2 separate regions of the Hordeum vulgare genome follow, and region 2 is linked to region 1. A link is a contact called in public Hi-C data. All regions are on one chromosome and are shown on one strand. Each heading gives the region's core, a stretch centred on a gene start, on an enhancer-like site or on the middle of the called end of the contact. The rest is flanking DNA. Distances are from core to core; before and after follow the strand shown.

Region 1 (7,209 bases), core at 4,382-6,881:
ATAGCCCGGGTGTATAGGGATGATATAAGGGGTCCGTCTGGGTCACTTTTTCCTTCTCTCGGTCATTGATCGGGCGCGTCGACGAGCCCTCATCCTCCTTACATTTGAGATGGATATAAGGGTACGTGGACAACCCTGATGTATTGGGATGATATGAGGAGTCTGGTTGGGTCACTTTTTTCCCTCTCTCCTGTCCGGTCATAGACCGGGCGCGTCCGCGGGTCCTCATATCCTCCTCATATTTGAGATGGATATGAGGGTTTCCGGACAGCCCGGGCGTATAAAGATGATATGAGGGGTTCGATTGGATCACCTTTTTTTCTTCTCTCTTCTGTCTGGTTAGTGACCGAGCGCGTCCGCGGATGTATGATGGGTATTTGAAGGGTCCGGCTGTAGATGCTCCAGCCGGGCATTGCAAATATGACCCCAAAATGCTCACGGACGCGCCCGATCAATGACCGAATGTGTCCCTTATTTGTCTGACCGTGCAACCGTATTCTTCATTTTCTTCCTCATATGTCCGATCACCTACACGTGATTTACGGAGAAGAAGAGAGTAAAAGAAAAAATGAATAAAGAAATGAAAAAGCTGGTTGGAGCCGCATCCTATGTGGCGGAGTGACCGGGCACGCCCCGGCGCGTCCGCTAGCCCTCATATCCGCCCCATATTTGAGATGGATATGAGGGTTCGTGGATCGCCCGGACGTATAAGGATGATATGAAGGGTCCGATCGAGTCATTTTTTTGTTTTTCCTGTTCGATCAATGACCCGACGCGTCCGTAGACGGATAATAGATCATTTGAAGGGTACGGGTATTGATGCTCTTACTATAAGATTTTTTAGGGTGTATTTTCTGTTCTCGGGCTACACAAAGTCCTTTAGTTTAAAACATTAACAAAAGAACTTTGTGAAGTTATAAAAAATAATATCTGAAAACCACACAAGTAGGTCTAGATGTATATATATTAGATGTATGTGAAATTTGATTATGAAATACGTTTTTATGTGGCATGTGGCCTGTACAAAAAAGAAAAGACAATCATGTGATTTATATAGTAAATAGTAAATGTGATAGAAATACGTCATTTGTGTAGCTGACATAAAATGGTATTTCGTCATGAAACATTTCTGTTTGACGCGTCAATGACGGGCTTGCGTCGGTTTGAACCTTATATTACAGAAACTTAACGAAGTACGTGGAGTCGTAGAGAGTTACAGGGATTGGGGGGACAGGAAGAAGAAGTAAGCGCCTCTGTGTATTCCACAGGATAGCAATGATCACGGTGGAGCGAACCTTATTTACAAATTACAAGAGCCGCAAGACATACATCTCTTGGGCTTGCTGGCCTTCGTCATGAAATATTACAGACAAACAATGTACATCATATGTATATTTGTATTTTTCAGAATTTTTTAAAACATATAATTTTTTGAATTTAAACATTATAAAGTGCTCCATGGAGCGAGTTCCATTAGGCATTTCCGACTTTTTTGAATTTAAATTTTCTGGATTAAAAAAATCTGAAAATAAGTGTGCAAGTAAACAAGAATGTTATGTTTATGTGCGTAGAATTTTAGAACGAAAAAATATTGAAATGCTATCTGTACAGAAAAATAATATTCATGGTCTGGAAGGATGAATAGTATCATGTGTGAAAATGCCTCAAATTTTTTTTTTTGCACAGTCATCATTTCAACCTATTTTGTTCTAAAAATTTACACACACACGTGTGTTATGCCTTCATGTATATATGTGTTTTTGTCAGAATTTTTAGAATTGTACTTCCTCCGTTCCTAAATATAAGTCTTTTAAGATATTTCACTAGAAGTCTACATACAGAGCAAAATGAGTAAATCTACACTCTAAAGTATGTCTGTATACATCCGTATGTAGTCCACTAATGAAACCTCTTTAAAGACTTATATTTAGGAACGGAGGGAGTAGAAAATATGAAATTTGATGAAATTCGAAATTTTCAAAACCAAGCTCCATGTAGCTCGGCCTCCAAACACAATATTCTCCATAAAGTCTAGTAGTACTTGTTAGCAGACAGAAGGTTAGCTTTACATTTTTATCCGTTTAATTTAACGGGACATCCAGATCGCATCGGTCCTATGGTTTCCAGGAACTGTACCAGGAAAAACTTGAGTGTACCTGCAAATGCATTGAAAGGCCTTTTATGAAAGCCGGCCGGACAGTGTACCAGAAAAACTACATGTAGGCTAAAAAAAACTACATGTAGATAGAGGCATTCACTTACCATTTTCCAGATCATTTTTGGCCAAACATCTAGTACAGACTGAGGGCAAAAATGTTATATGATCAGAGAAACAACAGGGCCGAACAATGAAATGGAGCACAGCAAAGCTTGGCCCACCCGGAACCATTCAAGATGTTAAATAGCCTCTCAGCTTCCACTGATTTATCGCGGACAAAGAGCCACCACGATGCACAAAGTTGATCGAGTTTCGAAGGCCTCTCGATCGACAATGATATATTACAATGATTCAGTGAACCAAATGAATGGCAACGGAATGCTCTTTTCTCTTATTCCTTTACCCTTCCCGACGATAGCCCCTATCTAGCTCCCCTAAGTGCCCTGCTTCCCTGAATCCTCTAGTTCCCCTCTGAGGTCTGCTTCTCGAACTCCTCGACGTATCTCGCAAAGTTGAGGATGATTCTCTTGCCTTCAGGGGTGATGATACTCTCTGGGTGGAACTGAACCCCCTGAAAGAGTTACATCATATCAGTTAGCACTCACGACAACCACGGAATAACACCTCAGAGGGCCGTATGCATCGTCCGATGCAGAGGCCGGGGGTCTCATCCCCCATTTCGAGGAAAGAAAAAGAACACCTCAGGTATGGGTCGCGTGGTTGTGCCTTAGCGTCCTAAGCGACACATAATGTGGCCTCATGCGTGGAGTTGAGAAATACCTGGATATGCTTGTGCTTCTTGTGCCGAGCAGCCATGATAAGTCCATCTTCAGTCCATGCCGTGATTTCCAGTTCCTCGTGTGGGAAGCTTTCCTGCTCAATGACCAAGCTATGATATCTTGCAGCGGCAAAAGGGCTGTCCATGCAAGTGATTGAGGATCATGTCAAATCAAAAGGCTCACTCTGAACAAGTGCCATACTGAAAATGGGAACAGACGGAAACTTCTTCCAAGATAAAAGAAAGTACTCAAGACTAAAATTCTATCATCAATACCGACTGAATATGTTGAAATTCTGAATTGCCATTTCATGGCACATGCTACAGAATTTCTCAAGACAAACATAACTGCTCTAAAAAGGTAAACTGAGCCCAACAGCATTCCTAAATCCTAATTATCATGAAAACAGAAGCAATCATGAGATGTGTGCAACCTAATGTTTGCAATACCAGTGTCAGTTGACTGTGATGTAATGCAAGCTAGAACCTAAATATACATGGGATTTACTCAATGGTTGAAAAATCATACTTTGACAAGCCCTCGAATATACCCTTTCCTAAAACTTCGTCATAGTGAACAGGGGAGCTTTTTCCATGCATCACACCAGAAGGAACGCGAATAATCTTCCCTGTAAGAAGAAACATCAGCAAGATTGGTCATGGAAAACCTTACAGCCATAGAGACAAGTCTAACCTCCAAAAGCCTCTCCAATGCACTGCAGACCCATGCAAACTCCGAATATTGGGATGGTTGGCCCGAGTTCCAGAACAGCCTGCAATGATATACCTGAATCTTGTGGTTCACCTAAAGAAATATGGATGTAATAGTTAAGCTCAGAAGCTTAAAACCGTTATGAGATTCAACAAGAAAAACTTACCAGGCCCTGGAGAAATAAGTATTCCTCGTGGATTCATCCTACGAGAGATTAAATAAAGGAACATCATCAGCAAACTTGTGATACGTATAATCCCTTTAGATGGATCAGACAGAAAATAAATCATAATTGAACATGTGCTCTGAGAACTATACCTCTTTACATCCTCTATGGTAAGTTCATCATTGCGGTACACCTCAAAATTTAATCCAAGCTCCCCCATATACTGCATCAAACACTCAATTTCAGCAAGACTTGTTTTCTCATAGCATGTGTTTCATGGCATCTTAAAATCACGGTGCAAAAATAGACTTGACAATATCATAAGCATGTGCTTCTTAAGAAAGAAATATCCATGGCACATATTATTGTTGAATCTAAAAGAATTGTTTCGTTATATGTCCCTTAAAAAAACATTGTTCTTTTATGTGCAGTATTGCTCGTTAGTCCTTGCTACATTTTTTCTTCAGCAATTCTAAGAGACAACATGCTCAAGAGATAAACAAATTATCTCCAGGAATGTTTTTTCACAACAAAAAATGAAATACATATTGCTAACACTTCTAAAAGTATACTAGTCATGTTAACTTGGGTAACGTAATCAAGATATAGACAAATAATATTCCCCAATGATATACTTTTGTGGTTCCTGTTACAGATTAACATGACCTTTAACGAGTCAATTTTGTCTAGTTCACGAACCAGCCAAAATGTTAAGCAGCCTCAGCTTCCATTCTAAATGACAAATACTTCAAAAACCTTGTTTCAAACAAATACTTGAAAAAGAAGTCAGTCAGCACTTGAAGATAATCCACAGAAACAGGCACATAACCTAACCAAATCATGCATTCTTGATTCTAATTTGGACGTTCCAGGCTGGGGGTGCTACACAGAAAGGCCACATTTTGAAATGGAAAATTGTTTAATAGTTCCGAGGATCCAACTTTGTAATTCTAAGAAAATTTCTCTTGCACCTTTGGTTGGCAATTAGTTATCATCCGCTGTCAACATTTTTTAGGACAACTAGATATTAACAGCATGTGCAGCAGATTCATATTAGTTCTCAAATGCACAAAAACTATTAGCAGATTCATATTACTTCTCAAATGTATGAAAACTACTAGCAGATTCATGCTACTTCTCAAATGTAGAAATACTACATTTATGTAAAGTCTCCAAGCGGGCACCTCTAAAATCATTTGATCTTAGTGCAAACGAAGAGGCGAAACAAAAATGGAATTACTTATAAAAGAATTCGTGACTTTAACCACTACCTGTGAAACCATATACCTGACACAGGTTGTAGGTAAAGCTATCGTAGTTGTCGATAACGATGATGGGCTTCTTCACCGTTGACGGGACGGACGCCGGCGCCGGCACGGCCGACCCGGTGGCAACGACCACCAGCTTCACGGCCCTCCTACCACTGAGGGCCAACAAGCCTTTCTCAGTACCTGCGGGGGTTGGGGAAGGGATCCAGTCAAAGCAAGATACGGTAGACCAGCATCAAGATGGAGGCATAAAGCATGGAGCGATTCGTACGGTGAGTTGCGGGAAGGCGCGCGAAACCGGCGGTTGTCGATGTCGCCCCAGAACGCAACGCAGCGGCTGCCGGTGAGGAGGCGGCGGCGGCAAGGTGGGAGCAGGCCATACCGGCGAGGAGGGAGGAGGTGCGACAGATGGCAGTGAAGGGCCTGATACGGAGCGGCGGCGGGGGCAGGTGGTGCGGTCGTAGCGGTGGCGGTGGTGCGGTGCTGGCTAGCCTGCCGGCGAGCCGGCGAGCGGTAGTTGCGGTCTTGCAGGTGGCGAGCTGCGGCTGAGGCCGGAAGGAGATGGGCTGGGCTAAAACAAAGCAAAGCAAATGGGCTCCTTGGTAGAGCTGTTGGGTTTTGGTTCTTCGGGCTCGGGTTTCTTGGAATAGGCCGTCATTCGTGAGGCTCTTGGACTGGGCTCCAGTCCAGTTGGGCTATTGGGTTATCTTGGAATAAGAAGCCCAGTCTCCAGAAAAACAAAAGTTGACAAGTTGTCGCGAACTATTCGTAGTTGGATAGTTTGAAGGACAATGACATCTTTTATCCATCAGAGTTTAAGGGGGTGTTTGGTTACAGGGACTTATTAGGGACTTATAACGTATAAGTTTTTCTAAATTCCATCTAAACCAAACATAAGGGACTTATAAGGACTTAAAGTGGGCATTTGGGACTTATGAAATAAGACTCTCAAGGAGAGTCTTATAGGGGCTTATGGATGTAATTAGTCCATGTTAAGTCCTAGGAACCAAACAGGTAGGAACTTTTTAGTGACTTAGGCCCTGTTTGGTTCATAAGTCCTAGGACTTTTTTTAGTCCTAACTTATAAGTCCTAAGTCCCTAAAAAGTTCTTACCTGTTTGGTTCCTATGACTTAACATGGATTAAAAGACCATATTACAACTATAAGTCCCTCCTTGAGAGTCTTATTTCGTAAGTCTCAAATGCCCACTTTAAGTCCCTATAAGTCCCTCCTGTTTGGTCTAGATGGGACTTATAAGTTCTAAGTCCCTAATAAGTCCCTGTAACCAAACACCCTCTAGGACTTATAAGTTTGGACTAAAAAAAGTCCTAGGACTTATGAACCAAACAGAGCCTAAGTCCTAGACTTAATTTTGGTGTTCATATTTTTTATATTTATTTTAAATTTTCTTTGTGATGTGTATTCAATGAAAGAAGATGTTCCCAACTATAAAGGCGTCTGTGACGATTTCGACAATCTTAAGATAATATACCGACTCATTATTTTAAAGATGCTCATGAAGATAGGATGTGCATACACAGTGGCGTATCTAGGGGATGTGCTGGATATGCCATGACACACCCAGAATTTTGGAAAGCATTTTTTTACCATATAAAAATTAGCAGATTTTAAAGACCCATCCAAACCAATTAAAAAAGACCTAATATTTTAAAAGTGTGCACACCCTCCATCCATTTTATTTCTAGCTATGTCACTGTGTGTACGTATGATCATAAAGATGAATGTATGTGTATATATATGAACGCATGTGTATATAGTGTGTTAAAAAAAAATGTTTGGTGTATTTGCAATTCTATATTTTTAGCGTCAGTGTGTATGTGGTTAAACACTCGATCGATACGTGGTTCAATTCGGATCGAACCACCAACGCCACCACTACTCCATGCGTGACACGACCTGCGTCGGCTGCTGTCTGCATGCATATGCAAGCGCCATGCGCCATCCGCCATCCGCCATCCCTAGAGGTGGAGCCGGCCAATTTAGACTTGAGAGTAGCTAGTACTCCCTCCGTTTCTAAATATAAGTCTTTTAATTTTTTTTAAAGATCTACATACGAAGCAAAATAAATAAATATACATTTTTATATAAGTTTATATACATCCGTAT
Region 2 (7,735 bases), core at 5,220-7,719, 78 kb after region 1:
TAGAGAGAGCACTCTCAAAATGATATAAGTGAAGATTGAGAGTTTTTATTTCTACAAAATATGACACCACCGTGCTCTAAAAAGATTTAAGTGAAGCACTAGATCAAAATTATCTAGCTCAAAAGATATAAGTGAAGCTCATGGGAGAAAAATTATCTAGCTCAAAAGATATAAGTGAAGCTCATGTGAGAAAAATTATCTAGCTCAAAATATATAAGTGAAGCTCATGGGAGCTAAATTGCCTAGCTCAAAGGATATAAGTGAAGCTCATTGAGTATTCTAACAAATTCACGATGAGTGCATGTCCCTCTCAAAAAGGTGTGCAGCAAGGATGATTGTGATAAAACAAAAAAGCAAAGACTCCTATAATACATGACGCTCCAAATAAAACACATATCATGTGGTAAATAAAAATATAGATCCAAGTAACGTTACCGATGGATTGAAGACGAAAGAGGGGATGCCTTCCTGGGGCATCCCCAAGCTTAGGCTCTTTAGTGTCCTTGAATTTGGCTTGGGATGACTTGGGCATCCCCAAGCTTAGGCTCTTTCCACTCTTTATTCCATTGTCCATAAGAACATCACCCAAAACTTGAAAACTTCACAACACAAAACTTCAACAGAAACTCGTGATATCATTAGCATAAGAAAACAAACCACCAACTTTTTAGGTACTGTAGTAAACTTAATTTCCATTTAGATTGATGTTATATTACTGTATTCTCACTTCTCCATGAATCGTAGCCCCCGATACTAACCATAGTTTCATCAAAATAAGCAATCAACACAACAAAAAACAGAATCTGTCAAAAATAGAACAGTCTGTAGCAATCTGTATATTTCGTATACCTCTGCTATCCCAAAAAATCTGAAACAGTTATGAAAATTAGGGCAATTTTCCTTTCAATCAGCAGAAAAAAGAATCAACTCAAAATCTCTTTCTGGATAGGAATTAAAAATAATTTCGTGAGCACAAAGTTTCTGTCTTTTTTTAGCATGATTAAACAACTATCACCAAAACTAATCACAAAGGTTTTACTTGGCACAAACACTAATTAAAATATAAAAAACACAATCATAACAGAATCATGATGGTGTGGACTCAACAAAACAAAAAATAAAAAATAAAAAATAAATTTATTCATTGGGTTGCCTCCCAACAAGCGCTATCGTTGAACGCCCTTAGCTAGGCGTAAGGCAATAGAATCAAGTATTATCATCTTTAGTGCTCAAACCACTTAGACCATCATCATTATTAGGGAGTTCTTTAATTTTATCAATCATTATACTCCTAGATAGGCAACAAAGATAATCATTAGTGATGATAGGTTTTCTTAAGATATCAAGATAGGTAGGGTGAACACTCAACATTTTAAGATCTTCATGATTCTCATCACATATTTCACGTTTAGCGGCCATTTTATTGACTAAGGTAGCTTGTTTATCAGAAATTTGGCCTACCAATTTTTCAAGACGAGCAAATTGAGAATTTAACGCAAGGAATTCTTTGGCCATATCATCAACCTCTTTATTCATATAAGCCATAAAGGAATTTTGCTCCCTTAGTTCTCTAGAAAGTAACTATTATGATCAAACTGTGTAGACATGAAGATTTTAGCACTAGTTTCAATCTCTTCCAACTTTTTATAGTAAGCATCATAATCATTTGGTTCGGCCATGAGGATAAATAAGATAGCACACACGAGCAAACCAAAAGCAAGCAAAAGAAAGGGCGAACGAAAAAGGCAAATAAAGAAAGGCAAATATTTTTGTAAATTTTGTTTTAGAAGTGGGGGAGAGAAAAACGAGAGGCAAATGGCAAATAATGTAAATGCAAGAGAAGAGTTTGCGATAGGTACTTGGTACATATTCTTCACTTGAATACTCCCCTGCAACGGCGCCAGAAATTCTTCCTCCTACTTCTTGAGCTTGCGTTGGTTTTTCCCTTGAAGAGGAAAGGGTGATGCAGCAAAGTAGAGACAAGTATTTCCCTCAGTTTGAGAACCAAGGTATCAATCCAGTAGGAGTATCAAGATGAGGCACCAATGCACCTGCGCAAAAACAAACAAACTTGCACCCAACGCGATAAAGGGGTTGTCAATCCCTTTACGATTACTTGCAAGGTGAATTCTGATAGTGATAATAGGTAAATATAAATAAATAAATAAAATTTCAGCAAAGTATTTTTGGTATTTTTGTATGTAAATCTGAATATATAATGTGTAAAATAGACCCGGGGGCCATAGTGTTCACTAGAGGCTTCTCTCATGATAACAAGTATTACGGTGGGTGAACGAATTACTGTGGAGCAATTGATAGAATCGCGCAAAGTCATGACGATATCTAAGGGAATGATCATACATATAGGCATCACATCCGAGACAAGTAGACCGATACTTTCTGCATCTACTACTATTACTCCACAGATCGACCGCTATCCAGCATGCATCTAGTGTATTAAGTTCATAACAAACAGAGTAACGCCTTAAGCAAGATGACATGATGTAGAGGGATAAATTCATGCAATATGATATAAACCCCATCTTTTTACCTTTGATGGAAACAACACGATGCGTGCCTCGCTACCCCTTCTGTCACTAGGCGAGGACACCGCACGGTATGAACCCAAAACCAAGCACTTCTCCCATTGCAAGAATTATAGATCAAGTTGGCCAAACGAAACCCATAACTCGAAGAGAATTACAAGGATACAAAATCATGCATATAAGAAATCAAAGGAGACTCAAATAATATTCATAGATAATCTGATCATAAATCCACAATTCATCGGATCTCGACAAACACACCGCAAAAGAAAGTTACATCGGATAGATCTCCATGAAGATCATGGAGAACTTTGTATTGAAGATCCTAGAGAGAGAAGAAGCCATCTAGATACTAGCTATGGACCCGAAGGTCTATGGTGAACTACTCACGTATCATCGGAGAGGCAATGGTGTTGATGAAGAAGCCCTCCGTGTCGCGGAAACGGAAGCTTGCGGCGGCAGAAAAGTATTTTCGTGGCTCTCCCTGTTGGTTTTGGGATTTTAGGGAATTTATAGGCGAAAGAGGTAGGGCAAAGGAGGCAAGGGGGGCCTACGAGCCTGCTGGGCGCCCCCCCCCCCCCCTAGGGCGCGCCTAGGGGGCTTGTGACCTCCCACGAGACCCTCTGCCTTGGTTCTCAAGTCTTCCGGGTATCTTTTCTTACGGAAAAAATCATCTCGCATGTTTTATTCTGTTTGGACTCCGTTTAATATTCTTATCTGAAAAGGTCAAAAACACGGAAAAAACAGAAACTGGCACTGGGCACTGAGTTAATAGGTTAGTCCCAAAAATGATATAAAATAGCATATAAATGCATATAAGACATCCCAAGTTGATAATATAATAGCATGGAACACTCAAAAATTATAGGTATGTTGGAGATGTATCACATACCCATCAAAAACGCCTATGGTTGTCAGGTCGCTTGACAGAGACAAGGACCCATTTAGGCTTAAGGGTGATGATGAAGAGATATTGGGACCAGAGCTTCCATATCTCAATGCCATCGGTGCACTAATGTATCTAGCAAACTGCACTAGACCTGATATAGCAGTTGCAGTTAATTTACTCGCTAGATACAACGCATCACTAACAAAAAGGCATTGGGTTGGTTTGAAGAATATTTTCAGATATCTTCAAGGCACCAAAGATCTTGGTTTATTCTATCAGAAAAATCAAGAGAGAACTATGGTGGGGTATTGCGATGCTGGATACTTGTCAGATCCCCATGATGCCAGAACGCAAACTGGTTTTGTCTTCTTACATGGAGGTACGGCCTTCTCTTGGAAGTCAACAAAGCAAACCTTAGTGGCAATGTCCACCAATCATCTAAGATAATTGCTTTGTTCGAAGCATCGCGTGAATGTGTATGGCTTCGCAAAATGATGAACTTTGTCCAATGTTCAAGTGGGATTGGTTCGGTAAAATCGCCCACTATTATCTACGAAGATAATGCTGCTTGCATTGCACAACTGCAAACGGGTTATATTAATAGCAATATTACAAAGCATATTTCTCCTAAATTATTTTATCCCCATGATCTGCAAGAGAAGGGGGAGATAAGTATTTTGCAAACGAAGTCATGCGATAATCTCGCTGATCTATTTACTAAGTCTGTACCAAGTTCTTTGTTCCATAAGTATGTAAATGAAATTGGTACGAGACGACTTCGAGACTTGCAAAATTCAGGGGGATAAATCTCCTAGGATATAACCTGTTAAGATCATGAGATTTTTGTATTGCACTCTTTTCCTTTGTGAGTTTTTCACATGGTTTCTCACGAAAGGTTTTTAATAAGGCAATATCAATGCAAGCATGGACGATATATGTCATTTTCTCCTTATTTTCCCACTGGGTTTTAGAAGGAGTTTTTAATGGCATATTGTATGTTTTCTTCTCAATTTTTCCCACAGGGTTTTGGAGGAGAATATTTCAAAGATGATGTGACTCAAGGACAACCCATGGCAACCGTTTGAAGCGCTCGCACGCCCCCACGATGGGATGCGTCCCTTCGTGGCGTTGGCGACAGTTCCGTTGTATTTAATCATCACGGGTCATCAATGAAAGAGATAGTCTGATTTAATCATTCTAAACAACTTTCTCCTATGGTGATCGTATAAATTTGCTACAACCGATGTCCAAATTTGCTATATTTGTTCACTAAAAAAGCTGCATATACGTTTGGTTGCAACCCCATTCGTCGGATTTTTTGCTACAACCGTATTAAATTTTTGCTACAACCGGTATCTTTTTTGCTGCAACCGTTCACTAAATAAGTTGCATACACGTTCATCAGAGTTGCAACCTGAGTTCATCGGATTGTTTTGCTACAACCCTTATTTTGTTTTGCTACCACGCATCATCAGCTTTGTTTTTTGTTACGACCACGTTGATATATTTTTTTGCTACAACTATGTTTTTGTTGCAACCGTAAACGAAAATTACTGCATCCTGGACGAAATTTATTGCATCGAGAAATTTTGCTGCATGGAGATCTAACGGTGCGGCCTGTGTGCAGCTGAGGGATTGGGCGGTCCGCGCGGGGCCGGTCGAAAGTTTTGACCGGCGCGCCGGCACAGAGCATTGTCCTTTTTGTTTTTAGATTCAAGTGTGTGTGATTTCTTTGCCAAGTCATCTTTTTATAATTCGGTTCATGTGGAGGATGGGGTCAGCAGATCGCCGCAGATCCGTCTGACTTCACATAAACGATGATTGACATACAAGCATTCGGAATGGTTTTCCTAGTACATGCGAGCGCATAAGCATGTCGTTATCAAAAAGCACAAGTGCGCAATTAATTAGTACATATGCAACATGTGTTCATGCGTTTATCTTTCATCCGAGTCATCTGACATAAACAACACATGCAGTTAGGTCCTCACAAGCCTCTGGTGTCTAGAGTCTAGACCATTCAGACACGAGAAATATCCTCCTCTAGGTTCCACAGATCAACGTCGGCGAGCAATCGATCAGCACGTACGCCACGAACCGGGAACAAACTAAAGGTTGCCGGTGCCCTAGAAAGCAAAAGAATCAAGTTTCAAAGAAAGGAAAGATTCAAAGCCAGGCAGCCACAAAGACCCGAGAGCGACCATGGCGGAGGACCATTTGTTGTTCGATGTGTCGCGCCTACCTGCCGCTAAATGCCGTCGATCTCTTCTTTTTCCACGACCATGGCATCCTTCTCTCCGATGCGGCCGCCGCGCCGCGCCGCACCGCACCGCGCGCCTTTTGCCGGCGCTTTGGTTCCTATATACACTTGCGTGATCGCACCGGATTCGGTGTGAGCAGATGGAGCTGGAGTTGGTTCGGACTTCGGAGCATGTATTATTTCCGGGCAAGAGCTATCTGTATCTAAAACGCAAGCATCGGAAGGAAGTTGCTGTAAATTGCCCAGCAGCTTCCGTTTGAAGCAGCATAGGGTTTTAGTACGAGATGCCACAGCCATACTGGCTGGCTGGTAGACGGACTAACAATAGCAGGTACGCTTGTGCAACTAGAGCTGATGGCTTTTCCTGTCTAGTTCAGGTTCGGGTTAGACGGGGTCGGTACGCTACGTACTAACTGGGATGGACGGCTTTTCACGGAAGTTTAATTAGCACTAGCTAGCACTACAACTTGAACTTGAGAGGAAGGCCGACTCGGTCGCTTAAGAAGTTAAGATCATTGCATTTTAGTGCATCTTATTATTGAAAGACTAGACGAGCTAAGCCAACTTGTAATACTGAATCCACAATTTCGGGCACTCTGTCTGCTTCTGGCAGCAGAAACCAAGGGAAAGTTTAATGGTCGGATAACACGTTATCATCATGAACGGTGACGATGATTGGGATGGGCCCAAATAATTTCGTCATGGGATCAGGACTCGCCCATGATCTGTGGTGTCGACCTTCTCGCACGCTCACACGTACGTACTCGAGCACATCATGCAGCACGCCAGCACTACCTAGCTACTTGTCTTTAGTGATCATCTTATCTTAGTAGGTACAGATCGAATCAACAAGGCCAACTTTAATCTGTAGACTGGTCGATAGATGGTTTTGTTGTGTGGAACAACTTCTCTTTTCTCGACATGATTGCTTGGACGACCAAAATATATAGGTCCAACGTACGTCGTCGAAAAAGAACGGCCCATTTGCTGCAATAAATCCCACAATGTTGAAAGACTAGATCAGCTCAAATAGGTGTGCATATATTCCTTTGCTTGGGTCTAAAGGCGGAAAATTCGGTGGCTAGTGAGCTATGGCGTCGAGTTCACCTCGATCGTGTTTTCGTTAGTTTAAGCATGGCATTTGGCCAAACGAAATTGGAAAGGAAGTTCCAGATGTTCTTTCTGTTCAAGCCTAGAAAGTATTCACCACCTCTTTCTAGACTGTCCTTTGGCTAAACTTGTTTGACGATCAATTCACATTGCTTTTAACATCGCTTCTCCTGTTGACTTGAACTCGTTATTTGGAACGTGGTTACAGGGAATTGATGTTCAATTGGCTAAATCTATTCGTGTCGGAGCATGTGCTCTTCTTTGGGCTTTATGGAATAGCAGAAATGATTTGGTTTTTAACAGAACTCATGATATCCAATTCTTGCAGGTTATCTACCGAATTACCGCACTGATCCGCACATGGTCGTTACTAACTCCTGTGGCAACCAGGGAGCTTATGGTTACTAGGTGTGCCCGCTGGGAGATGGTAGCACAGGGTATCTTCAACCGGTTTGAATGGCGGCATATTAATAGGATAGGTGTTTAGTCATCTTGATCTTTTAGCCATTCCAGGCTGCGGCGCAATGTTCGTCATGTATCTCTTTTTTTCCTTTTTATATACTATGTATTTACTGGATACTTATTTTGATTAATATATGGTTGTATGCATCACTCGATGCAGAGGCCGGGGCAACGCCTCCTTTTCGAAAAAAAGCATGGCATTTCAAGTGATCTCTAGTTTAATGGACTACGGCAGCTGCAGGTTACGTAAATGAAGTAGGTATCCATCCCTTATTCGGTAAACCACATGATCCCTTTCGATCGAAGCATATACTACCGCTTTAATCCTAGTGAAGTACAGATATGTAAGCTAGTAAATAATTTATTATGCAGCAAGTGTCGTCGATGCATATCTTAATAACACTTTGTCAAGAAGCTTTTCGTTTATGATTGATCCACTCAAGCAAGGCCTTGCTTAAGTTATCCAAA

Evidence for each region. A called contact is a pair of places that touch in the nucleus more often than the background predicts.
Region 2: a Hi-C map of seedling shows a contact between it and region 1, with 3 times the contacts expected there. The contact joins the enhancer-like site here to the promoter of LOC123442431 in region 1. A contact is called at or near these places in 2 of 6 Hi-C or Micro-C datasets (leaf and seedling).

The regions. Positions count from the first base shown.
Region 1 is chr3H:6,780,908-6,788,116 of MorexV3_pseudomolecules_assembly, forward strand. LOC123442431 (anthranilate synthase beta subunit 1, chloroplastic-like) reads right to left here and starts at 5,632. Exons shown (of 8, transcript XM_045118480.1): 1 at 5,354-5,632; 2 at 5,102-5,265; 3 at 3,967-4,037; 4 at 3,815-3,852; 5 at 3,631-3,741; 6 at 3,466-3,565; 7 at 2,939-3,074; 8 at 2,355-2,729. The coding sequence starts at 5,462. The coding sequence ends at 2,619.
Region 2 is chr3H:6,857,987-6,865,721 of MorexV3_pseudomolecules_assembly, forward strand. No RefSeq gene overlaps it. Among protein-coding and RNA genes, the nearest start is that of LOC123441275, 11 kb to the right of the region's middle. Within about 2 kb of position 6,470, at least 2 of the 3 cell types and tissues checked have open chromatin away from gene starts, as enhancers often do. A contact at or near this core is called in leaf and seedling, where this site is marked.